Regions from separate parts of the Sus scrofa genome. Here regions 1, 3, 4 and 5 are each linked to region 2. The links are chromatin contacts, called in public HiChIP or PLAC-seq and promoter capture Hi-C maps. All regions are on one chromosome and are shown on one strand. The core of a region is the stretch at or near the end of the contact, and the rest is flanking DNA. Distances in the headings are between cores, read along the strand shown.

Region 1 (4,821 bases), core at 2,165-4,664, 96 kb after region 2:
GGGAAACAGAGACCCCCTTCTTAAAAGGCGCACACAGACTTTCACATGCACTGGGTCCCAGGGCAAAGCAAAGTCTCCAAAGGAATCTGGGTCAAAGCTGACTGCAGTTCTTGGAGAAGCTCCTGGGAAAACAGGGGTGAATGTGACTTGTTGTGGGGGAAGACATTGCAAGCAAAGCTCTCGGGAATATTCAGCAGCATGCCTTTCTCTGGAGGTGGCCATTTTAGGAAAATCTGGCCCCACCCATCAGCCCTGGGAAGCCCCAGGCCAAACAACAATCCAGGTGGGATCACAGCCCTGCCCATCAGTAAATAGGCTGCCTAAACACCCCCCAGGCACACAGCCACCTCTAATCTCCACCCAGAGACAAAGCCCTACCCACCAGAGGGGCAGGCATCAGATCCTCCTATGAGGAAGCCTACAGCAAGCCCCTGTATCGACTTCAGCCACAAGGGGGGCAGACACCAGAAGAGAGGCTACAATTCTATTATCTGTAAAAAGGTCACCACACCAAAAACCTATAAAAATGAAAAGATAAGAGAACTATAACTCAGATGAAGGAGAAAGGAGAAACCCCAGAAAAACTGCTAAGTGACCAGGAGATTCTCAGTCTCCAGGAAAAAGACTTTAGATTGTTGATGCTGAAGATGATGCAAGACATTGGTAATAAACTGAGGCAAAGATGGATAATTTACAGGAAACGCTGAGCAAAGAGATAAAAGATAGAAAACTTAAGCAAGAAGAGATGCAAAATACAATAATGGAAATAAAAAATTACTATCATATGACACACAGAGATGAATAGAAAGGCAGAGAGAGGGAAAGATACAAGATCGCCATCCCACATTAGCCAATGGATGGATCTATCCTCCAGTTTCACAAAGGTATTGGACTCTAGATATTAGCAGATTCTTTCCCACTGACCAAGCCTGCCTTTGCATCCTGTTTGTACAGGGAAAGAGCAATATGGACAGCTTAGGTCATTCATGAAATTTAAAAAAAAGCTGAAAAGGAAAAATATATTTAAGATTCTGGGTTATTAAAAGTCTAGCAAATGAGGCTACAGTACCTGCTGCTCCCAATATACTGAGGTTTCCTTCTCCTTCAAAGTTGCTAATGTTCCTCTTTTAGGTGAATGTACTGAATGCTGACACGATGCTAAGCATTTATCAGTGTTAAATGTGCATAAAACATGATGCCTGCAAGCAAGGAGGATTCTCTATGTGGGGAGAGAATTAAGACAGAGCAAGACCTAGATCCCCTGCAGTGCCCGGCACATCACTGGAAGTGAATAAATAAGAAACACAAGCAAACAAATGACTGTAGGAGAAGAACAAATGCTTTGGTAGTCCACAAAAGGGAGAAATCACATGTATTCCCTTACCTCTTATTTCTTTGCAGACACTTGGAGTAGGGCAATGATAAAATTTATTGATCCATTTAACAAAAGACAGCCTCTTATGGTAAGCACTGAAGCTGCAACAAAGAACAAGTCAGACATGGTACCTTCCTTCAAGGAGCTTACAGTTTTCCAGGGGACCACTTCCTCCAAATGGGTGGCAGAGCAATCACCACCCTGAAGTTCTCCGTGGATATGTCCATGGCTGCCATCTCATAGATGGAAAATACAGCCTTACCACGTGAACAGAATGAATCTGAATGGCTGATATATCCTTACTGCTACAGGTTATAAGGACTTCACTTTCGCTCTGAACATATACAATAGGGAGAAAAATAGAGTTGAAAAAAATCCAGGACCAGATGGCTTCACAGTGAATTCAAACATACAAAAACTTATATTGATCCTTTTCAAACTCTTCCAAAAGATTAAAGAAGAGAGAACATTCCAAAGTACAGTTTATGGAGTCCCCATCACCCTGATACCAAACCACAAAGACTGCGAAAAAGGAAAATTACAGACTAATTTCTTTGATGAATATAGATGCAAAATTCTCACAAAATATTAGCAAACTGAATCCAACAACACAAACCTATCACCTTAAGGTTCTGAAGGTCCACAAAGATTTTACAGCGTTAAAATCAAAGTGTCAGCAGAGCTGTGTTCCTTTGGAGGCTCTAGGGGTGAATCTGTCCTTTCCTTTTTCAGCTCCTCAAGGCTGCCTACCTGCATGGCTCAAGGCTGTAGCACTCCAACCTCTTCTCCCCCTGTCATACCTTCTTCTCTAACTCCCATGCCTCCCTCCTTCCCCTGTAAGGACCTTTTGTGATTGCACTGGACCACAAATCTAGGATCATCTCCCCATTTCAAAATCCTTAACTTCATCCCATTTGCTAAACCCCTTCTGCCACATAAGGAAACGTATTCACATATTCTGGGGATGAGGCAATGGACATCTTTGTGAACCATTACTCTGCCTCATATGAGAAATGAATATACAAAAGAGACCCTGTTGGGAGTTTCCATCATGGCGCAGCAGAAATGAATCTGACTAAGAACCATGAGGTTGCAGGCCTCGCTCAGTGGGTTAAGGATCCGGCATTGCAATGAGCTGAGGTGTAGGTTGTAGATGCAGCTCAGATCTGGAGTTGCTGTGGCTGGCAGCTGTAGCTTCCATTAGACCCCTAGCCTAGGAACCTCCATGTGCCATGAGTAAGGCCCTAAAGAGAAAAACAAACAAACAAAAAACCCAAAAAAAAAAACCCAAAAGAGACTGTGTTGACATGAGATTATATTCCAATGAATGAAGAAGGAAAATATATAGATTTGTGATGTGAGGTCAGGTAGTAACAAAAGTTATGAAGAAAAATAAAGCTGGGTAAAATGTTACATCATGATTTAGCTTCATTGATGATGTATTTTTTTGGGGGGGAGGGGAATGGGTAGAGAGTAAACTTAGGGCATGTTAAGTTTGAGATGCCTATTAGACTTCCAAGGAGAAAAATCATAAATACAGGTGGAAATATACAATTCTAGATTTCTGTGTAAATCCAGGTTGGGGCAAGGGATATAAATTTGGGAATTAACAGAATTATATAAATTACCAGTTTTTATAAAGGATACAGATGAACTGCCAGGGGAAGAGGTACATAAGGCAAGGTGTGGAAGGGTACCAAGTACAGAAGTTTCTGTTCCCTTATAGCTGGGGGGTTTGGCATATAACTATTTGCAACCATGGGTCTATAATCATTGAAGGCGGAGCCAAAGAGAACGGTTGCAAAGCCTTTAGAAGGCAGGAAGAGAAGGAGCAGGAGAGGTGACTAGTGACCCAGGAGGTAGGAGGGATGCTGGACCAGAAGCCAATTAAGGAAAGAGCTTCTAGGAGGACAGAGTGATCACCAAGACCACATCCTGTAGGAAGGCTGGTCTGGATGAATCACTGGGACCCTGCCTGGAGGGGAGTGGTGGGGCAAAAGCTTAATGGGAGCGAACTCAGAAGAGTGGAAAGCGAAGAAATGAAGACAGTAAATGCCTTTTGTTTGAGGAGTTCTGCTATAAAGGGAAGCAGAACAATGAGACAGGAGCTGGAAAGGAATGAAGGATCAAATAAAGGCTTTCCTTTTTAAAGATGGGAAACACATCACCAATGTGGGCCGGTGGAAAAGATGAAGCAGCAAGAGAGCAGCGAGGTCACAGGACAGGGAGGAGATAACTACGTGGCGAATGGGCCACTGGGCAGCACCGTGTGACCCTTGGAGTTACAGAAATAAACTAGGGGCGGATCAGTCAGCACGGCTGTCTAGTCAAATTCAGTTGCATGGTTGTGGGTAGCGAGTAGGCAGAAAAATAGATTTAACCAGGCTGAAGTTTTGGGGGTGAGCTCAATGCAGAGAGGAGGGGCAAGGGCATTGCTCGGGTGATGGACTGTAGAATCCAAGCCCAATAAAGGAGAGGCACATGGACACAGAAGGTGGGCAGTGAAAAGGCGGAGGCTCGTGGGACTGGAGGCCCTCCCGGGGTGATGAGTGGTCGGAACTGGAGTACTAGAGGAAGTGGTGGCCAGTGAGTGGGAGGCTTTACACTGAGCTGACCATTAACACAAAAGATTCAGACAGTCTCTGAGTTCATCTGAGAAGCCTGACCGAGAGAGGAAGGCTGTCTTTTGGAAGTGACTCAGGGCGCTGCCCTGTCTTTGGTTCATTCCTTGAGATCAAAGACAGTGTTAACCAAGGACTGGATGGATTCATCAGAAAAAGAGCGAAAAGAGCCATGGAGTCACCCACATGGGGTTGTCACAGGTCCACAACACAGGGTTCGTTCTCCATTTCTAAAACTTGAGGACGTAAAGGCCGTTGGTCCTGGAGAAGAAAACCGCGTCTCTTCTACCCTGTTTCGGCACAGTGTAGCGTGCGTCCTTGTACACAGAAACCCTCCTACCTGATCAGGTCTGATGGATTTAAAAATATTTCTAGGATAAAATCAGAGAATGTCAAGTGGAATTTGTGTCTCCCAGACTAAATCTGTTGAGCTGAGAAAGGCTTTTGTTTATCCCTTGGGGAAAATCATACATCTTTGTCTCAAAGGGAGAAAAAGAGGCTTTGGGGATAAGGTTTTACTCAGGCTTTGATTTTTTCTTCTTCAAACCAAGTTGGAAATTTCATTTTTGTCAGATGTCTTAAAAAAACAACCCCTCCCCATTCAACTATCAACTAGAATATCTGAATGATTAATTCAGCGCCCTTGAAAAAGACAGCTGAGGCCACAAATCTGTCTTGGCCTTTAATATTTATTCTCATCTCTAGAGAAGCTTATTAATTTTGAAGCCATGAATAGGTAGGATACAGCTAGCACACATCAAATCTGTACAACAACCTCCTTCCATGTTTCACATCTTATACAATTAGGCAAACATAAACTACGAA
Region 2 (4,479 bases), core at 996-3,495:
TAGAATTCCTGTCTACCCTGTGTACCTCTGGGACCCGGCCCTCCTTGAGTCCAAAGATGGGTGGGGGGGATTCTGCTGTCTCCTTCTGAGTGCCCTCCCCCTTTCCAGTGACTGAATTCCAGGTCAAGAAGCAGACAGCGTTTCAAATACACCTGTGGCCTGCCGCCTTGTCAAAAGGCCCTTTTTCTTAACAAGAAGCTAAGCGACAGAATTGAGAATGCCCTTGGAACGTAGAGACCTGCAGTCCCACAAGTTAGCAACAAGAAAGGTGAACCCCTCGAACTCTAGGAATGGTTCTGAATTTTGCATTTAAAAGGCTGCGTGAGGGCTATTAGTCTCACCTATGAAAGAAATGGCCTCAGGGAAAAACTGGGACAGGTTTTGGCTCCAGTGATCAGAGATGGGGATCTGCTTGTATTTGAACTCTCCTGCGTTCTCAAAGAGGTTCGGCAAGTTGGGGGTGACGTTCAAGATGTACTTGATGCCGAACTCCTCTAACACGTCCAGGTTGGTGGAGTCCTTGGCACAGCCCAAGTAGAGGAAGGGCAAGATCTCCACGGGGAAAGAAGGCTGGCTGTTGGACAGCGGGCTGCCATCGGAGTCTGTTGCACTATTGGGGTCTCGGTCAAGGTCAGACTCAATGTCCGAGGAGGAGTCGGAGCTGATCCGCAGGCCCCCGAGCCCCAGAACTGGCAACGGCGGGGAGCTGCTGCTACACGAGCCGTCTAGATTGGTCTCGCAGTGCAGGGCGAACTCGGCTTGGAACTTACTGAAACCACCTGCCAGGACGAGAAAAGCAATCTTGTAACCCGAGATACCGTAGTAGTTTTCACAGGTTGGAGAGCCGCAGCCGGGCTCAGAAACACACCACAGCACCTTACCCCCCCACCCCCCAAACACAGAGACAAATACAGGCGAAAGGCACTTAAAGGTGCACCCTTGGGAACAGAACGAACAGGCCCGCCTCCCCTGGGAACCCTTATTTTTTTGAATCCGGAAATGCACAAAATGGCAACTTTTCTGAGTATCTACAAGTGCCAGAAGGTGCCTGCCTGCACCCCCACGGCCTCTGCAGTCCTGCGAAATCTGAATTCAAAATCAAACGTAGAGGGAAAGTGGGGGATATGCCGGGTAGGAAAAAGAAGAGCTAGTTCCAAAGAAACGACGCGTGCCTGTGGCCGGAAGCGGGTCGATTCCGCGCGGGCCCGGCTCGCGGGCCGCGAGAGATTCGCCGCCGGGAGCCGGCAGACAGCTCCTGGCGCACAGCGCGGCTCTGAAGCGCCAGCCAAGCGCCACAGGGGCGCTTCCAGTCGGCGCGCCCCGCCTGCACCCGCAGCCGGGGTCCCCCGCCCTGCCCCAGGCGCGGGACGCCCCCGGCGCGTACCTTCTAGGTAGAACGCCCGGCAGCCCTCGTCCTTGAGCTTCTTGAGCAGCAGCCCGAGCACCGACTCGCCGCCCGTATTCTCGTTCCAGTCGCTGCTGCTCTCATCGTAGAGCACCACGGTGTCGGTGCCGCAGCGCCGGGTGAAGCGGTCCCGGTCCTCGCCGCGCGTGAAGAGCGCGCGCACCGGCAGGTTGCCCTTCTGCAGGCGCCGCAGCATGATGCCGGGGATGGCCACGTTGATGGCCGACTCGATGTGCGACGACTCGTACAGCTCCTGCGGCCGGCAGTCCATCAGCAGCAGCCGCTCGTTGCCCAGCTCCAGCTGCTCGTTGAGCCACGCTACCGTCTTGCTAATCGCCATCTCCGACGCGAAGGGCACGGGTCTGAGCGTATCTATCATGGGGGTCGAGCGGCCGGAGAGGGCGAGGTGCCTACCAGACTCCCCTCGGGGCAGGCATAGGCCGAGCGCGCCGCGCCAAAGCCGCCGCTCTTGGAGCGGGGTTTAATGCCACCTCTCCTTTCCCGAGCCGGGTTAGCGGTTGGGGCAAGCGAGACAGAAGTAAGCCGGCGGTTCCCTCTGCACCCGGCTGCAGCCGCACGCTCTTGGTGTCAATGAATCTCTTTGAATGAAGCTGCCCAGACAGTTTTGTTCCTCCCCGGTGAATGAAATCCAATTAATTCGGACTTCGTGCTACTGAGAGGAGAGGAAAAAAAAAAAGTCCAGCAGCTCCTGAGCCCTCCCTCCAAACTGCACCTCAAATCCACCCGGGCGGCTTTCTCCTCGGATTATTAAAGCCTGGATTTGCTCACTCTCCCTTGGACTCAGCCCTCGCACACCCCCTGCGCGAGGCAGCTCCTCAATGGATACAAACAGCGAGCGTCTCAATGGATACATTCTCCCCGCCAGCCAATGAGCACGCTGCGGAAGGGGCTGTTGCCGTGGGGACGGGCCGGCTGGAACAGGTTGTGTTGATGAATTGTTAATGAGTTTGTCATTCACAAAAACGGAAAGGAATTTCCGCTCCGGATAAGCCCCAGTGCAAACAAGCTGCAACAGCGGGCTCGGCGGGAGGAAGGAGAAAGAAGGGGAGGCGGCGGCGGAGGAGGAGCAGGGCACACAAACCAGGGCACTTCAGTTGTCTCATGTTTCCTTCTGTTGAGAGTTCACACTTAGCGTCGGAACTTTTGCGCACAAATGGTGCAATTAGCAGGCACAAAAGCCGTTGTTCGCGACGCCTGTGCGCGCAAGCTAGCTTTAGGGAAACTAGTGCTGACTTCTTCGCTTTTATTCCCTTTAAACTCCTTTGGACTGGAGTTCACTTTAACCTCCCCCTCCTCCCGTAGGCAGTGTGTGGCATTTGTTTGCCAGTTTAAAAAGCCCGGCTCTGTTTGCTTCGATGTTCTTTTAGCCGAGACTGTGTTGGGGCTGGTGGACTGCCTGGGCTTTAGTGACCGATGAGGTGTTAAATGCTAATCCAACATCTTTGGAGACAAACCAGGGTTTTGTTGAAACATTTTTAAGCAAGCAAACAAACAAATGCTTGGTTGTCCAGATAATAGAAAGCAAGCTTTTTTTTTTTTTTTAATAGCGCTTTAATTATTTTTTAAAAACCGTGGAGGCTGTAGAAACAAACTCGTTGGGCAATCCGGTGCTTTTATTCCTCTCAGGCGGCGTGGGGGCGTTATGAGCCATTGTTCCGGGGATCCGACCCCCTCACCCGCCGTCACCTACTGCACGCGGCGGGGGTCGCGCTCCTTCATCATTTCTGAGCAGCGAGCTCAGCTTCCGACAGAGGAGCCGGCCTGGCGGGGCTGCCTGGGCTAGGTGCACCAGGGCGTCCGGAGCCGGGCAGGCAGCCCCCACCATCCGCAAAGCGTGAGGAAGTCTTCCTGCGAGGCCGGCAGGCCGCGGGGGCTCAGGAGAGCTCCGCGCATTGCCTACTGTAAACCCAGAGGCTTGTCAGAGGAGAGGCCGCCCGCCCCCACGCTCGACATCCCGCGCGGGGTTACCCTCTTCCCTGCGCGGCAGCAGCCCCCTCCCCTGCGTCGCCGGCGACTCGCACAGCACCGCCCGCTCCTGCGCGTTGCGCTCCTTGCCGGCGCCCGCCGCCTCCGCCTCCGCGTTCAGCGGGCGGGGGCGCCGGGCGACCCCCAAGGCAGGTGGGGGGGCCCAGGGTGGGACTTGGGGGTCTGGGGCAGGTGTGGGCTAAGGAGGAACGCCAGCCGGGCCCCCCTCGCTCCCGAGGCGAGCTGGGAGTCCTGGGAAACGTCTCCGCCACGGTGCAGGGCTCGCAGGTAATTGGAGAGGTGCCGGGCAGGCCCCCTCGGCCGGGGGACCGCGGGGCAGGGCGGGCGGCTGGGGGCCGGATGGAGGCGTGGCGGGCCGGGGCCGCCGTGGCGGCGGGGAGGCGCATTCCCGGCGCGCAGAACTCTATTGTTACATACAAGCACCGGGCCTGGCGCTCCCGAGCGGAAAACCACCTGTGTGCGGCCGGCGCGGCGCGCAGGCGGGGCGGGTGGGGCTGGGGGCTGCGGCCGGAAGGCGCGGGCCCTAATCCGGCTGCCCCTCCCGAACCCGCGGCGGAAAAGAGGCTGCGCATTGTCCCGCCGCGGCGGCGGAGGCGGAAGCGGGGGCAGCGGCTCGGCGGGGAGCGCCTCTGCCGCCCCCCTTCCCGGCGCTGTGCGCCCACTGCTGTGTGGCAGAGGGCACCCGAGGTCGCGGGGTCTCCCCTAGCCAGACGCCCCGCACCCACGGGCCTGCCTGCCGGCGCCCCCGCTCCCATTTGCATTTTTAGTCACCCGCCTCTTCCCGGGTTTGAAGAATGTAGGCTAAAAAAAGGCGGCTGCGAGGCCCAGGTTGCCAATTTTGGAGCTCGGCTGCGGGCGGGCCGCCCCTGGAGGAGCGGGTTCCGTGAGAGTGGGGGTTGCCGCGCTCTTGTCCCCGTGCCTTTTTTGGGCATCACTTGGAACCGAATTCCCATCTTTCACTGGATATCGTGCAGTGCCAGCTGGAGGAGGCTTGCGCTGGAGTTGACACCTCCGATCCGCCCCCACCTGTTGTAGGCGTCCCTACCCAAGACCATTCTGTCCCTGGG
Region 3 (4,898 bases), core at 2,354-4,853, 120 kb after region 2:
CCCTGTCTCGCTTGCCTTTGGGGGAAAGGGGCTGAGGGTGTGGGAAGGTCTGGGATACCCTGTGTAGCCACATCACATGTCGATGCTAAGACCAAATGCCCTTGTACAATTCTGATGACAAAACCTTGGTCTGGAGTCCCCACTGTGGCTCAGCAGAAACGAATCTAAGATCCACGAGGACACAGTTTTGATCCCTTGCCTCGCTCAGTGGGTTAAGGATCTGGCATTGCCATGCGCTGTGGTGTACGCAGGTCGCAGATGTGGCTCAGATCTGGCATTGCTGTGAGTGTGGTATAGGCCAGCAGCTACAGCTCCGATTCAACCCCTAGCCTGAGAACCTCACAACGTCATGGGTATGGCCCTAAAAACATGGAGAGAGAGAGAGAGAGAAAGCAAGAAAGCAAGCAAGAAAGCAAGCAAGCAAGAAAGCAAGCAAGCAAGAAAGGAAGAAAGAAAGAAAGGAAGGAAGGAAGGAAGGAAGGACCCAAAAAAACCAAACACCTTGGTCTATTTCTAATAGAATAAATGAAAACATTAAAAGACTCAATGGGAATCTTGAACTAAATAATCTTTGGAAGATCAGTAGATAACAAGTGACAATGTATTGGAACAAGATTCAGAAATTTGAGATCAACATTTTTAAACTATGTCTATGTGACAGCCAGCACATCCCTTTACAGAAACATTTTTTTTACAACAAAACTTTAAAAATGCAGATTGGTAACAGTTTATTTTGATCCTGAAAGACTGTATCAAATTTCCTGCCTGGCATTAGAGACACAAGTGCACGCCACACAGACAGCAACTGTGACACTGTGTATGCTGGAATGAATTCTCTGTAGTAAGGAGGCATCAGAGCATAGACACCAGTCCACACTCATCTCCACATCATCTGGATGTAATATTAAAGCAAGTCCAACAGCAACAGAAGCCAACGATTTCTTCTATCATAACGAACCTGCTTTTATCCCGCAGGAAATTTCACAAATTAAGGTCTAAAGAGTGATCTTTTTCTATCTCATCTTGAAGAAAATGAATTTCTAAGGAAACTTTCTTCCAGTCAACAAAAATCAAACAAACTCCCAAAGTGAAAAGTAGCCACAATAACGAGAACCAAAACCACCTTTAATTACTGCTTTTTTGAGCTTCCAATACGTCTCCAGGTTTTGAATTTATAACCATATGCAAAGTTCAGACCACAATAGTGCTTCATGCCAAAATCGCCTTTACAATGATCCTTGATTTGTTGTGCAGAAGCAAAAGAAAAGCAGCCAATAGTAAGAGGAGATTACAGATTAAGAATTACTTACCACTAGATTAAAAGAAAGGCAAATCTGTACATGATTTCACTTTAGTTTTCTAACCACTTGTCTCTGAGCTAAAGCAAGGATACATACATTGAAAATTCAAAGGAAAGCTCTCTAGATATTATACATAAAAATCTAAATGCACAGTTCCCATTGCAGCTCAATGGAAATGAATCTGACGAGGATCCATGAGGACGCAGGTTCGATCCCTGGCCTCACTCATTAGGTTAAGGATCCAGTGTTGTCCTGAGCTGTGGTGTAGGTTGTGGATGTGGCTCGGATCCCTCGTTGCTGTGGCTGTGGGTAGGCCAGGAGCTGCAGCTCTGATTCGACCCGTAGCCTAGGAACCTCCATGTGCCGTGAATGAGGCCCTAAAAAGACCAAAAAAAAAAAAAAAAAAAAAAAAGAAAGAAAGAAACAAACAAACAAACAAAAAACCCTAAATGCTTTATGAGCATTTATATCTTCAGAAAATGGTATTGGTAAAATAAATAAAATCAGGATTCTCTATGGCTTGCCTGGAGGCAAGCAGCTAAAACAAACAAACAAAAACTACTTTCCTGGGACTCCACTAGCCAAACCAATTTATAGCAAACGAGTTTTTGTTTTCTGCATTTTCTTGTTTGTTTTTATTTTTATGTGGCATCAAGCACACAACTCAAAGGAACCGTGGGGAATCTTTCTGTAATGCTTATATATTGGGTTGAGCTGTGGGAAATCACTGGTGCTGGATTGTTTTTGCCTACAAGCTGGCAATTTCAAATAATTCAGCCTAACGTTATCCCTTATATGGATACTAACTGTCTTCTTTGGTCCTATTATTCTGTTTTGTAACACAACTGCAAACGTATCATGTGTTTATTATAAGAATTGTCTCCTTGAAATCCCACATACATTGTATGCCTGAGTTAGGGTCGTACAGCGCAGACACTTGACTATGACACTGCTGCATGACCACCCAGGGACAGACACCCTGCTGTCACTTGCTGGGTGGCAGTTATAACCTCCTCCATTGCACACTATGGAGAACACCTGGATCGCTCAGGTCAATGAGGCTTTGCAAAGTTTGAAGGGTTCTGGCGGGGAGAGAGAGTCTCAGAGCACAGAACAAAGGCTTTTGATGATCTCTGATATCTTCTAGGCCAGAAACACCCAAGTGTAGCCTACCAACCACCTCACAAGGAAGCAGCACATCTCAAAACAACCTATCTTTTGCTCCTCTCACTACTGGAACAAAAACGCAACTCACCAGAATTTGCACATTTCAACAGCATGCCTTTTGAGCAGTTCCTCAAACATAAAGGTATGGAGCACCTACTATAAGCCATGCACTGTGGCAAGAATTCAATGTCTAGTTAGTTTTTTATGTCATTAAGTTATTAATGCAGGGAAACATTTATAAAGTTATTTTTAAGCACAAAGAATGTAGAGATGAGACCACAGATTCACGTAAGGTCCTAGGTGTCCCCAATGATTCTTGGGCTTCTCTTAGACAATCAGCCCCCACTCGACCCCCTAGCTGATTTCCTGTCTTTGGAACCTCTCACAAGTGATCTAGGAGTCTTCTCTGCCGTGGAATTAACACTGAAAAGACCCTTTAATAAGCAGACTTCTTTCTGGTACACGACAGACTCAAGGTAGGCTAGTCCTCTTCAGAACTCCTCTACACTGAATACAATTCTTGGGATCCACTGCAGAGGCTGCACTGTTGTAATGCCAAGTGTTTGTTGCTTGTTTGTTCTCTTGTTTGGCCATGTATTAATAATTTACCCGACACACTGGACAATGCTGACACCATCCCAGTGGCGTTGCCGAAGACCACACCACTCCTCCCGTTCGATTTAATGTCTGGTTTTGCCCTGACCAGCAGACTCGATGGCAGAGACGATCTGCTTTGCAAGGACTGAGCACAGGCAAAATGAAAAGCTAAACTCTCAATTTCTGAAGACGTTGGATACACTGAGTAAATAAATTATATGTATATAGTTTTTTAGAACAGCATTGCAAGTGTTAAAAATACCTCTTAATTCCTGTATTATCCATCAAGATAGATGAACAAAGAGAAATGACTGCTTTTCTTTCAGGTTCTAAGGAGACTAGACATAAGTTTAGCACCTTTTGAAGGCAATTACCAAAGAAGGAAATCTGCTATGAGACAGCAAGTGAAATGTCACACGGGGCGGTCGGGGGGCGGGAAGCACCTTAGGAAATGCGACAATGAGTATGGATTCCACTGTGCTCAAGGTTGTCCCATTAAAGCTTTTGGAAACTGGCGAAGCTCCCCCTTGTGGCTATTTAGATACACTGTAAATACAACTTTTTGAACAAGGCTATTTCTATGCTGTTAGGCTATTTAGCCCATTTGTTTTCTTCTCTCCCACATACTTTTTAAGGAAAATAGACTGTGCCAAACAATTAAAACACCACTCAAATGCCAAATAAAACTTACTGTAGTAGAATCAAAAGAAAGGATGTCCACAACAGGGGGAGCGGAGGTCTGCAAATCGATTACATCAAGCTTTGGATTAATCTGTGTACACACGTTAAAAAAAACTAATATTAGATTTTTATGCCATAAGAAACCAGAAGCCATCTGTAACAATCTAGGGGGTATTTCCTAATATATTCTAAAACTAAAATATAATGGTATATTCACTAATATGGATACAAAAACTTTCACTAAAATATTAGTCTATCAAGTCTAATATATAAGAAAAGATCATCCTAACCCAGACGAACTTATCCCAGGAATAAAAAGCTGCTTTTACATTCGAAAATAAGTGAGATTCATCTACAAAGGGATTTTAAAAATAAAATAAAATGACCCACCTCAAAAGATGCAGAAAAAAGTCCTAGCCAGTTCATTAAGATAAGAAAAGGAAATAAAAGCATTAAGAGGTAAGAATTTGAAGAGAAGAAATAGAAATTGTCATTCATATATAAAGACATCTCCACAGAAGTTACTGCTAAATCATTAAAACAAATAAGGCAGTTTACTAGATCCAAAATCAATACAGGAAAACCAAGTGTATGTCTGCATTTCAGTACGCAATTAGAAAATGTAAATTAAAAAAAAAACATTTACAATATCATAAAATTTTTAAATACATCCGAAAAAACAAAGATGCATAAGACATCTATGAAAAAAAAAAAAAAACTCATGTAAAGTCAATAAAGAAGTTTCACATAAATAGAAGGTTGTACCATCAAGAGCTCAGAAGCAGAGCCCTGTATATACAGAAAAGAAATACAAAAGAAAAGCGATGTCACAAGTCAGAAGAGGAAAGATGATTTTTACCTGAGAAAACTAGTTCAATAAATGATCCCTGCCTAATATTACATACAAAGATGGACAGCAGATAAATTAGATACCTAGAAGTTATTTAAAACTGTAAAATTTATGGGAGTAAATGTAGGAAAATATCTTTCTGGCTTAGGGTAGAGAAAGACGTCTTAAACAAAAGCTTCGAAAAGGAAAACCATAAGGCAAAAAAAAAAAAAAAATTGATCCATCTGATTACATTAAAATTAAGGATTTCTGTTTAACAATGGAAACCACAAAGTTAACAATCAGATAATGGAACAGGAAGA
Region 4 (4,514 bases), core at 236-2,735, 97 kb before region 2:
TCTATTATCATTGACTCCTTCCCCCCTTTTATCTTTCACTCCCATCCAGTCTTAAGTTCCAGTGAGAGGTTTTCTAACACCAGTGTCCAAGGTATCATTCCAGTCCTTCCTCCTTAACGTTCAACTCCTTTTATTCTCACCGTCTCCAGCCTAATTCAAGTTCTTGTTTCGTCTCACGTGGACCATCGCAAGCACTGTTACTGGGGAACAAAAATTTCACAACCAGATAGATTTGTATTCAAGCCCTGGTTTCATCTCTCTCTAGTTGTGTGATCTTGAGTGATTTCCCCAAACCCTCTAATCCTCAATTTGCGCCATAAAATGATAGCTCATTTCAGGAGTACAGAAAACCGTATTAGTTAAAGTGCCTGACGCACAATTGTTCAAAGTGTCAATGCTTCTTCCCTCTATTCCCCCAAAAACGTGTTCTGATCAGGTCTTTTCCATACTCATACACTTGGAATGATTTCCCTTTCTCTACAAAAACAAGACCCAGCTACTTATTTGCCCTCCACAGCACCGCCCAAGCTGCTTTCCTAGCTTTTATCTCCCACACTCAGCCTTTCAATCATCCTTAAACACACCCAAAACTTTCACTGCGCTTACCTTTCCACTGGCTATGACTTTCCCATTAATCTCCACCAGGCAAATTCTACCTATTCTTTAAGAAACAACACAACTGCATGCCCTCCATGAGACCGACCAATTCTGATGTTCAGATGTGGGTTCTTTGAATGTCCACTTCACTGTTTTAATATCTACATCTTGGAATGTGTCATATTCTGCTCCCATACTATGACTGTAAGCTTCCTGTCTTACCCTCAGTACAGAACTGTGAAGTAGTTTCTTCATCTCCAAAACCTGCTGCTTTTCAGTTATTCAATACTCAGGAAACCAACCAAATTGATTTAAGTACACGACCCTAGGAGAGTAACCTTTATCTGTTAGAATACAGACTCAATGAGGGCAATCATTTTTGTCTGTTTTAATCAATGCTCTATTTTGAGGACCTAGAATAGTGCTTAAAATATAGTTGGTGCCCCCAGACTACGTACTGAATGGCTTTATAACCCAAGATTATTTTTTGAGCCAAGAAAACAATCCCATATAATCCAGTTGTTTAACGTTATGCCAATTGGTATCACCTCAGCTCAGCACCCTCTCATCATCTCTCAGGGACATCACATCATGTGCGACCAACATGAAATGGGCACCAGCGGTCCACTCAGGGAGGGCTCCCAAAAGAAAGGAGCCCAGCCCACACACCCTCAGGTGCCCTTCACCACGCAGGCTTCTGCGGCTGCCAGTAACACTCCGACTGCTCAATAAGCACCTTGCTATCTGGCCTAGACACTGAGCCTGCAGTGTGGCAGGGGCATAAATTAAAGCCCAAGAGAACAATCACAGGAACGCTGGCCTCTGAAGTCAAGGCCAGCCAGCAGTATGATTCAGGCACCGAATGTTGCCTCCCTTGGCTTCAGTCAGAATCCTGAGAGCAATCACTTGCCAGCCCAGCCAGGGTCAGAAAAACACTGCTGAATTGCTGGCCAGGATCCCCGACAAGCAGGCCGCAGACACCATTTTGCTAACTCTAACAAAGCTTTAAGCTGCACCTGTAGATCCAGCCTGTTCACTCCCTGCTGTGGAAGGTGGGCGGCAAGAGGGAGCAGAGGGAGAAAAACCTTTCAAGTCAGACAGACCTGCTTCTGAATGCTGGCTCCCCTACTGACTAGCAGTGCAGCTGTGGGCATTTTATCAGCCTCCCAGGCTGCAGATTCCTTATCTCTAAAATAATACCTACCTTACAGCATTATTGTGAAAACGAATGGTGCTACATGTAAAACACCAGCACCAGTTTTGCTGCTGCTGTTATTGATGTTATTAGATTTAAGAATCAAAGAAAGTAACCAGACTTTAAACTGGCATGCCTAACACGATCCTAAGAATTCATCTTTATTAATTCACTATAATTTTTATCTTTATTCATTTTGTCCCTTGGAAGGATAGTGACAGATTTCTTAGGAAAATAATCAAGTGTCAATGCTAAGCATGCTAAAACACACTGAAAAAACTCTGAGATGAATTTTTAGAACTTAGCGCTGGCAGAGAGTTCACTGGCTTGACTTCATATTCCTTCGGTCCCTGAACCTCGAGACTCCTCAGCTAAGGGTGCCTTGAGTCCCTGTGCCTCTGAGACCCTGCCACCTGCAAAGATCACCCCTCTTCTTGGCAGTTTGCCCGCTGTGTTCTATATCCTTCCATCACCCCTCCCCTCAGCCAGCACACACACACATGCACGCACGCACACACGCATGTGTGCCAAACCCCTCAGTCATCCTGGCCTGTTTGAGTGAGTTTGAACTCACTCAAACTCACTCTCACCCTCATTCCCATGGCTCCCAGGCTCCAGAGAGGGCAAGTATGCAGGAGAAGGGACTTTTTTTCACAGCAGCCACAGTCTGACAAAATGCCAACGAACTTGGCAATCACAGGAAGCACGCACTTACTCAGCTGTCACTCATTGTTCTCACTTGATAGGTAAGTCAAGTCCCTGGTCTGATGGTATCTGAAATACATCCTTTCTAAGGTTTATCTTGAATCCTGTATCTTATGCAGATCCTGAGTACATACATCACACACATCACGACATGCCGTATTTCCCTTCTTGGGGGCCATCCTGGGTGGTGTACTCGTTTACTGAATTGTCTGATTTTCTGCGGAACTCCTTGTCTGATTCTGTGATACCCCAACTGACAGTAATTCTGGACCATTCTCCCCACTGGCTGTGGAAGGCATCGCTTAGCTTTTCAGTTGTATCACCTGAAGTCTGATGGAGCTGGCCTCTGAAGACTAAAACTGAAAGGGAGGAGCTGTTTGAGATTCATCCTATGCACCATGTGCTATAGAATTCGCCTTATTTTTGCATTTCTCCCTTGTGTGGAGAGCCCTCAAACTGCCTACTTTCGGTCCTCACTTCTCCTCCTAGCCTCACCCCACCAAGGCCCACATCATTCCTCATCCGTCTATTGCAACCCCACCTTAACTCTTGTATCTGCCTCGGCCACCCCCACTTCATTCTCTTCCTCTGATGTGTTCTTAGTGGACTGATTATTCTCGGCAGCAGCATTACGCACAAGCACTTAATGGCTGCCACACATAATCCACATGCCCAAGGGGAGCACGTGAAGCCCTCTGCGACCTCATCCTCACCACCCGTATCTCTTGCCACAGGCTTGCTCTGTCCTGCACTAGCGACTACTCCCCTTCTGCTGTTTCACACCTCCATACCTCTTATTACGCGGTCCCCTCCACCAGAAAAAGGAATGTCCTTTTTCACCTACTTTCCAAACGTGGAAAGCCCTGCATCCTCTTTCAAGAACCTGCTCAACCTGAACGCACCGCCTGGAGATGTTGCCTTCTTCCACCCTCACTCTTCCTCATCCTCTTGTTTTTGCTACTGTGGCTGTTGCACTGAATGGGCTTTTGGTGGTTTCTGCCTCAACTACTAGCCTGCAAGCTTTTAAAACAATAGGAACCACATCTCACTTACCTTTGGCTCCTGAATGCCACGCAAAAATGCCTGGCACCTAGTAGGTGTTCTGTAAACATTTACTAAACTTTCCTTTTCTTCTTCCTTTTCGGGACTCTTGTGACAAATATCTGTTCTAAAGTGACATCAGCTAGAAAAGACCATTATTGAAAGCTCTCTTCCTACGCTAATAGGCTTGGATACCATTTCATATTCCAGGAACACCTGAAATATATTTCCTTTTTTTAAAATAGTTTTTCTTAGAAAGTCATCTCATTTTGCCAGTTTGAACAAGCCTGGAAACTTTGGTATTTGTTTTGAAACTGAAAAGTGCCTTAAGACGTACTTTGTGCACTTGGACAGGGTTGAGAAGAGACCCACAGAGATGATTAAAGGCTGGAAAACAGACCAAGAGAACTGGAAGGGAAAGCTAAAGGCAATTTAGCGATCTACGTCAAGCATATGAAGGGCTGTTATTACCACGGAGGTTGGCGAGCCCATGGCATCCACATCCTCTAGGGGCAGAGCAGCAGGAAGCGAGGTGAGCTGCAGCACAGAAAACGTGGGTGAGAAAGAGAAACTTTTCTGGCAGAAGACATGACTAAACACTGAAGGATCCAACCGGAATGACACCTCTTTGTCTTTCCTTCTTCACAGCATAGAAATATAGGAAGTACTCCCGACGGTTGGGGATGCTCCACGTATAATGTTACTTAAACACAGTTTTAAGGGATAGTCTCCAGATGGCACATAGATTTTTGGCACTTCAGGTACACATAGCCTAAAAGAGTCCTTCCCACTCTAAAATGTTGGCGAAATGATCTCAAAGGAACTGAACTCGACTGTCACTTTTTTCACTAACCACTTACTGATCCCCTTCTCAGGGCCAGCCTCTGTGTTCCACACCGTCACAATGACTAAGGCATAGTTTATCCTAATAGAGAAAAGAGCTAGTTATCATACATCTCTCATGGGACATCCAGGC
Region 5 (4,869 bases), core at 1,902-4,401, 66 kb before region 2:
TGTAGGTCACAGCTCTGGCTTAGATTCAGTCCCTGGCCAGGAAACGTCCATATGCCAAGGGCAGATCCAAAAAACAAAAACAAAAGCAAAACCTGGGAGTGCAAGTTATGGGGGCCAGCATACAGCTCAACATAGAATTTCCTAGTAGAAAAGTCAAAAAATGGAATAGATTTCTTCAAGAATATTCACATAATCGTTTGGCAAGAAAGTTGCAAAAGTTGTCTTCACGTATTGGCTACATGGTTGTAATCAATGACTTTTGAGGTCCCTCTCAGACCTAAAACCATCTATGAATTTCTCTCTACCTGCCAGGGGTGCACAGGTAATAGAAGTACGGAGGCCTCCACTTACTGGAGGCCTAAAATCAGCACTCAGCCTCCAGGCAGACATGTTTGGTCCCAGTCCCAGGAAAACTGGAGTGCGAGGCAGAGAAGGAGGACTAGCCACCGCACGAAGGAACATGGCCTGTCCATTGTTCTGACCGCTGAGCCGTAAATCATGGGCAGAGAAAACAAAGCCAGGTCCCGTCTGAAGCAAGACGTCTCGGCGATAGATTCAAATTCCTGTCTCAGCACCGGCAAGCTGTGTGTCTGTGGCCAGGTTTCATAGTGAATGCTCTCTAAATGTTGGTTTACATTCTTAATATTCCTGAGTATAGATTTTGTCCTAGGATGTGGGGCAGAGCCAAAGGTAATCACATGCTTACCCTTTCTCAGAGGATGATAGGAATACAGAAGTAAGAACTTCGGTAAACCAGGGAGTCTTCTACTTTTAAACTAGAAAATACGAAAAAGCTCCGCTTCTGAGAACTGATACCAACTTATGGAAGTTTCTGAACTTAAGAAAAGTCTTAAGCCTAAACTGTGGTTGAAGTTTCCTGTCATGGTTCTTCCCTTACATGAAATAGTTTATGTGAACAGTTCAGTTCAAGACGCACTTACCAGAAAGTTCCCATTGTGGCTCAGCAGTAATGAACCTGACTAGTATCCATGAGGATGCAGGTTCAATCCCTGGCCTCGCTCAGTGGGTTAAGGATCCGGCGTTGCCGTGAGCTGTAGTGTAGGTTGCAGATACAGCTGGGATGCAGCATTGCTGTGGCTGTGACTGTGGCACAGGCTGACAGCTGTAGCTCTGATTCAACCCCTAGCCTGGGATTCCCATATGCCATGGGTGCGGCCATAACAAGCAAAATAAAATAAATAAATATGCTGTCACCAGGGAGTTCCCATTGTGACTCAGTGGTAACAACCCCAACTAGTACCCATGAGGATGCGGGTTCAATCCCGGGCCTCGCTCAGTGGGTTAAGGCACTGTGGGTAAGCCCGCAGGCTCCACAACCATGTTTTCTGCATTCAAATTCCGCCTGGATCACTCCTAGCTGAGTAATCTTGACAAGTGATTTGAGCTCTCTGGGCCTCGGTTTCCTCACCTGTTAAATGGAGCTAATTGTCGTCCCTACTGCAGAGGATGGTTGTAAGGATTTGTTACCTCACTTACATCAGTGCCTGCCTACGTAGCCAGAGCTACCTATTACAACAGCCCTGGTTATTTGTCAGACCTCACGATGGGCATGAGGCACAGCGATAAATAAAGCAAAGTTTCTCTTCCTAGAAGAGTTTCTCCATCAGTGAAGAAGCCAGATGCAAAAGCAGAATTCCACTAAAATGTGCCAAGTGCAATAATGGCTTCACTGGCTAGAAAGGAGGCAGAGAGGACAGGGAGCTGATTTAACCTGGGAAGACTTCCTGGAGGAGGGAATACCTGAATGAAGTCTTCAAGGATGAGTAGATGGCAAAGTTATGATGGTCTCCTTGGAATCATTGAGCAAAGAACATTTCACTGAAAATGTTGGCAGATGAAACCCTCTCCAAATGTCCTGATTTTTTAAAAAAATAATAATACTGAACCAGCAGATTAAGAGAACTTGCTCCTATCAGTTGAAACATGACAGCTTCCAGCTAGATGTTGCACAATATTTATGTGAATGAATTGCAGTTGAGAAGTTCTGCCCAAATAACTGAAAAAGAAAAAAATCACTTGGAAAACAAGTACTGAAGCTCATATCTTAGAATACTTGACAACGGAAAGATATACAGAAGAAGCTCGTTCAGAAGTGGATAAACACGAAATGACAAATGAAATATGACCCGTGACCATGCCAGTGAACTGAATTCTCTTTAAGGGCAGGGATGACTTATTCTCTTAATACATTTCTTGGCAATAAATGTTTGATTAATTAACACATGAACAAATAGAGTTGAATTACCGGCTTTAAAAAAAATAGTTTATAAATCATCTTTGAAATGAACATTGTAATAGTTACCAATTTTCACTGAGCACTTATTATACGCCAAGCACTGCATTAAGCCTGCACATGGGTTGTCACAATTTTATCTTGGGAAGTCAGTGCTATTTTTATTTACTTATTTGTTTATTTTGGCTTTTTACCATTTCTAGGGCAGCTCCCACGGCATATGGAGGTTCCCAGGCTAAGGGTCTAATCGGAGATGTAGCCCCCAGCCTACACCAGAACCACAGCAACGCAGGATGCAAGCCGCATCTGCAACCTACACCACAGCTCATGGCAACGCCAGATCCTTAACCCACTGAGCAAGGCCAGGGATCGAACCCTCAACCTCATGGTTCCTAGTCAGATTCACTAACCACTGAGCCACAACAGGAACTCCAAGTCAGTACTATTTTTATTTTGACTTTGCAAACTTATTCACCGATGTAACACATTTATTGAGGGACAAATACTTTCAAGCCTCTGTTCTGGGAGCTGTGGATATGGCAGTGGACAAACAAGGTAAAATACTTCCTCTCATGAAGGCCGCATTCCAACGAGGAAGACCAACAGTAAATAATAGAGTATAGCATTATAAGAGGATATAATACGCATATTCTATCATAATGTTCAATATCATCTCACATACATGCCCTATATATCATAACATTATATTGTTTTGCGGTGGGTTTGGGTTCCTCAGGAAATTAGACGCTGGACCCTGAGGAAAGTGAAAGCACCAAGACTGGGCAGAGGGAGAATTTGGGCTGTGATTTAAGCTGGACAGAGTCCCCAGCCAACCCCACAGGGAGCTCTCAAGCTGGGCTCACTTTGAGTCTTGGCATCTGGGCCTTTTCACCCCCGCGGTGATCAGTCTTCAGGTGCAGGCTGACCAGGAAGAGGTCATGACCGTGGGTGAGGCAGCCCTCTTAGGCCAAGGGCAATTCCCAGAGAGGGCTGACAGCTGAGGGCTGAGTTGGCAACACTCCCAGGAGCTGGAGCCAAGTCCTTCGGTCTTAATTACGATGCTCTTGACTTCATGTCAGTCTCTTGGCCACTAGAATGTAAGCTCCGCGAAGGCACGTATCTGGCATTCGCTCTGATCTGCCTCAGCTGCCTAGAACAGAGAACTTGCACTTGAGAAGGACTTTATAGTGTTTGCTAAATTAATGAATTAATGGTAGAAAATGATGGTATCATAGAGCATAAACCTAAAGCAAAAGTTTCTAAAGAATGAGATCAAGTTGGCATATAGAGTACTTGTAAATAATTTGTATTTGTTATTGGTACAAAACTTGGAAAATTATGCTTCTTTTTAAAATCTTGGTTTAGGAGTTCCCGTTGTGGCGCAGCAGAAATGAATCCAACTAGGAACCATGAGGTTGCAGGTCTGATCCCTGGCCTCGCTCAGCGGGTCAAGGATCCCACAGTGTTGCTGTGAGTTGTGATGTAGGTCGCAGACACGGGTCGGATCTGGTGTTGCTGTGGCTGTGGTGTAGGCCAACGGCTACAGCTCTGATTCGACCCCTAGCCTGGGAACCTCCATGTGCCACGGGTATGGCCCTAACAAGACAAAAAGACAAAAAAAAAAAAAAGAAAGAAAGAAAGAAATCTTGGTTTGAAACCTCTGATTGGTGATTTGAACGTCCGTTTATAAGTTCAGTTTAATACTTGATTTTAATGGCTTTTGTTAAGAGCTGAATTATGTTTCCCCCAAATTCAGTAACTCATAGTGCCATCGCGTTTGGAAATAAGATCTTTAAATAGGTGATGAAGTTAAATGAGCTCATTGGGTTGGGCCATAACCTTATATGACTTGCATCCCTGTAAGAAGAGGAAATTTGGACAAAAACATATATGCTCACAGGAGAAGACCCTGTGAACAAAGAGGAAGAAAATAGCCATCTACAGGCCAAGAAAAGAGACCTCAAAAGAAACCCTATATGCACCCCGAAGGAATGCTATTTAGCTATAAAAAGATGGAAAACCTGTCATTTATAACAACGTGGATGAAGCTGGAGAGCTCTGTGTTCGAGTCAAATACCAACGAGAGAGAGAGAAATACGGTATGCTCTCATTTTTATGTGGAATTGGAAAAAAAAAAATTGAAATCACAGAATTAAGAGAGTAGAAAAGTGGTTGCCAGGTGCTGGAGAGTTGGAGGGAATGGGGAGAGATTGGTAAAATGTACAGACTTTCATGAATAAGTTCTGGGAGTTCCCTGGTGGCTCAGCAGGTTGAGGATCTGGCATTGTCACTGCTGTGGCTCACGTTCTATCCCTGGCTCCAGAACGTCCACATGCTGAAAAAAAAAAAGACGGGCATGGCCAAAAAAAAAAAAAAAAAAAAAAAGTTGAAGAAGTTCTGAGGGTCTAACATATAACCTGGGGACTAAGGTTGATAACACTGTATTGCATAACTGAAATTTGCTAAGAGGGTAGAACTCATTTAAAAAGGGGGGGAATATGTGAGATAATGGATGAGTTAACATTTATCAGATCATCATGTTATAGATTTTAAATAGCTTACAATTTTACTTGCCAATAAAGCTGAAAAAACAGTGGATATGAATCCATATTTTA

Evidence for each region. Promoter capture Hi-C pulls out the DNA fragments that hold promoters and counts their contacts. HiChIP or PLAC-seq counts read pairs in DNA pulled down with a chosen protein or histone mark.
Region 1: an H3K27ac HiChIP or PLAC-seq map of alveolar macrophages shows a contact between it and region 2. The contact joins the enhancer-like site here to the promoter of DUSP6 in region 2. A contact is called at or near these places in 3 of 5 promoter capture datasets (fetal liver, fetal skeletal muscle and liver), 14 of 47 Hi-C or Micro-C datasets (alveolar macrophages, embryonic fibroblasts, epiblast stem cells and 9 more) and 2 of 2 datasets of contacts at active chromatin or transcription factors (alveolar macrophages and skeletal muscle).
Region 3: an H3K27ac HiChIP or PLAC-seq map of alveolar macrophages shows a contact between it and region 2. The contact joins the enhancer-like site here to the promoter of DUSP6 in region 2. A contact is called at or near these places in 4 of 5 promoter capture datasets (fetal liver, fetal skeletal muscle and liver), 23 of 47 Hi-C or Micro-C datasets (adipocytes, alveolar macrophages, brain and 15 more) and 2 of 2 datasets of contacts at active chromatin or transcription factors (alveolar macrophages and skeletal muscle).
Region 4: a contact with region 2 is called in a promoter capture Hi-C map of fetal liver, with 3 times the contacts expected there. The contact joins the enhancer-like site here to the promoter of DUSP6 in region 2. A contact is called at or near these places in 2 of 5 promoter capture datasets (fetal liver and liver), 4 of 47 Hi-C or Micro-C datasets (embryonic fibroblasts, heart right ventricle and liver) and 2 of 2 datasets of contacts at active chromatin or transcription factors (alveolar macrophages and skeletal muscle).
Region 5: a contact with region 2 is called in an H3K27ac HiChIP or PLAC-seq map of alveolar macrophages. The contact joins the enhancer-like site here to the promoter of DUSP6 in region 2. A contact is called at or near these places in 8 of 47 Hi-C or Micro-C datasets (alveolar macrophages, fetal liver, liver and 4 more) and 2 of 2 datasets of contacts at active chromatin or transcription factors (alveolar macrophages and skeletal muscle).

What each region holds. Positions count from the first base shown.
Region 1 is chr5:93,206,069-93,210,889 of Sscrofa11.1, reverse strand. The region is part of intron 10 of POC1B (POC1 centriolar protein homolog B); the gene reads right to left. Among named protein-coding and RNA genes, the nearest start is that of GALNT4, 75 kb to the right of the region's middle. Within about 2 kb of position 3,414, at least 6 of the 83 cell types and tissues checked have an H3K27ac peak or open chromatin away from gene starts, as enhancers often do. A contact at or near this core is called in alveolar macrophages, where this site is marked.
Region 2 is chr5:93,300,824-93,305,302 of Sscrofa11.1, reverse strand. DUSP6 (dual specificity phosphatase 6) reads right to left here and starts at 2,245. Exons shown (of 3, transcript NM_001267842.1): 1 at 1,385-2,245; 2 at 342-779. The coding sequence starts at 1,784.
Region 3 is chr5:93,186,221-93,191,118 of Sscrofa11.1, reverse strand. POC1B (POC1 centriolar protein homolog B) reads right to left here. Exons shown (of 12, transcript XM_021092774.1): 10 at 3,757-3,837. Among named protein-coding and RNA genes, the nearest start is that of GALNT4, 56 kb to the right of the region's middle. Within about 2 kb of position 3,603, at least 6 of the 83 cell types and tissues checked have an H3K27ac peak or open chromatin away from gene starts, as enhancers often do. A contact at or near this core is called in alveolar macrophages, liver, omental adipose tissue and 1 more, where this site is marked.
Region 4 is chr5:93,396,687-93,401,200 of Sscrofa11.1, reverse strand. No RefSeq gene overlaps it. Among named protein-coding and RNA genes, the nearest start is that of DUSP6, 96 kb to the right of the region's middle. Within about 2 kb of position 1,485, at least 17 of the 83 cell types and tissues checked have an H3K27ac peak or open chromatin away from gene starts, as enhancers often do. A contact at or near this core is called in fetal liver, liver and skeletal muscle, where this site is marked.
Region 5 is chr5:93,367,488-93,372,356 of Sscrofa11.1, reverse strand. LOC110260804 (a long non-coding RNA gene) reads left to right here. Exons shown (of 3, transcript XR_002344275.1): 3 at 1-1,010. Among named protein-coding and RNA genes, the nearest start is that of DUSP6, 67 kb to the right of the region's middle. Within about 2 kb of position 3,151, at least 15 of the 83 cell types and tissues checked have an H3K27ac peak or open chromatin away from gene starts, as enhancers often do. A contact at or near this core is called in alveolar macrophages, liver, omental adipose tissue and 2 more, where this site is marked.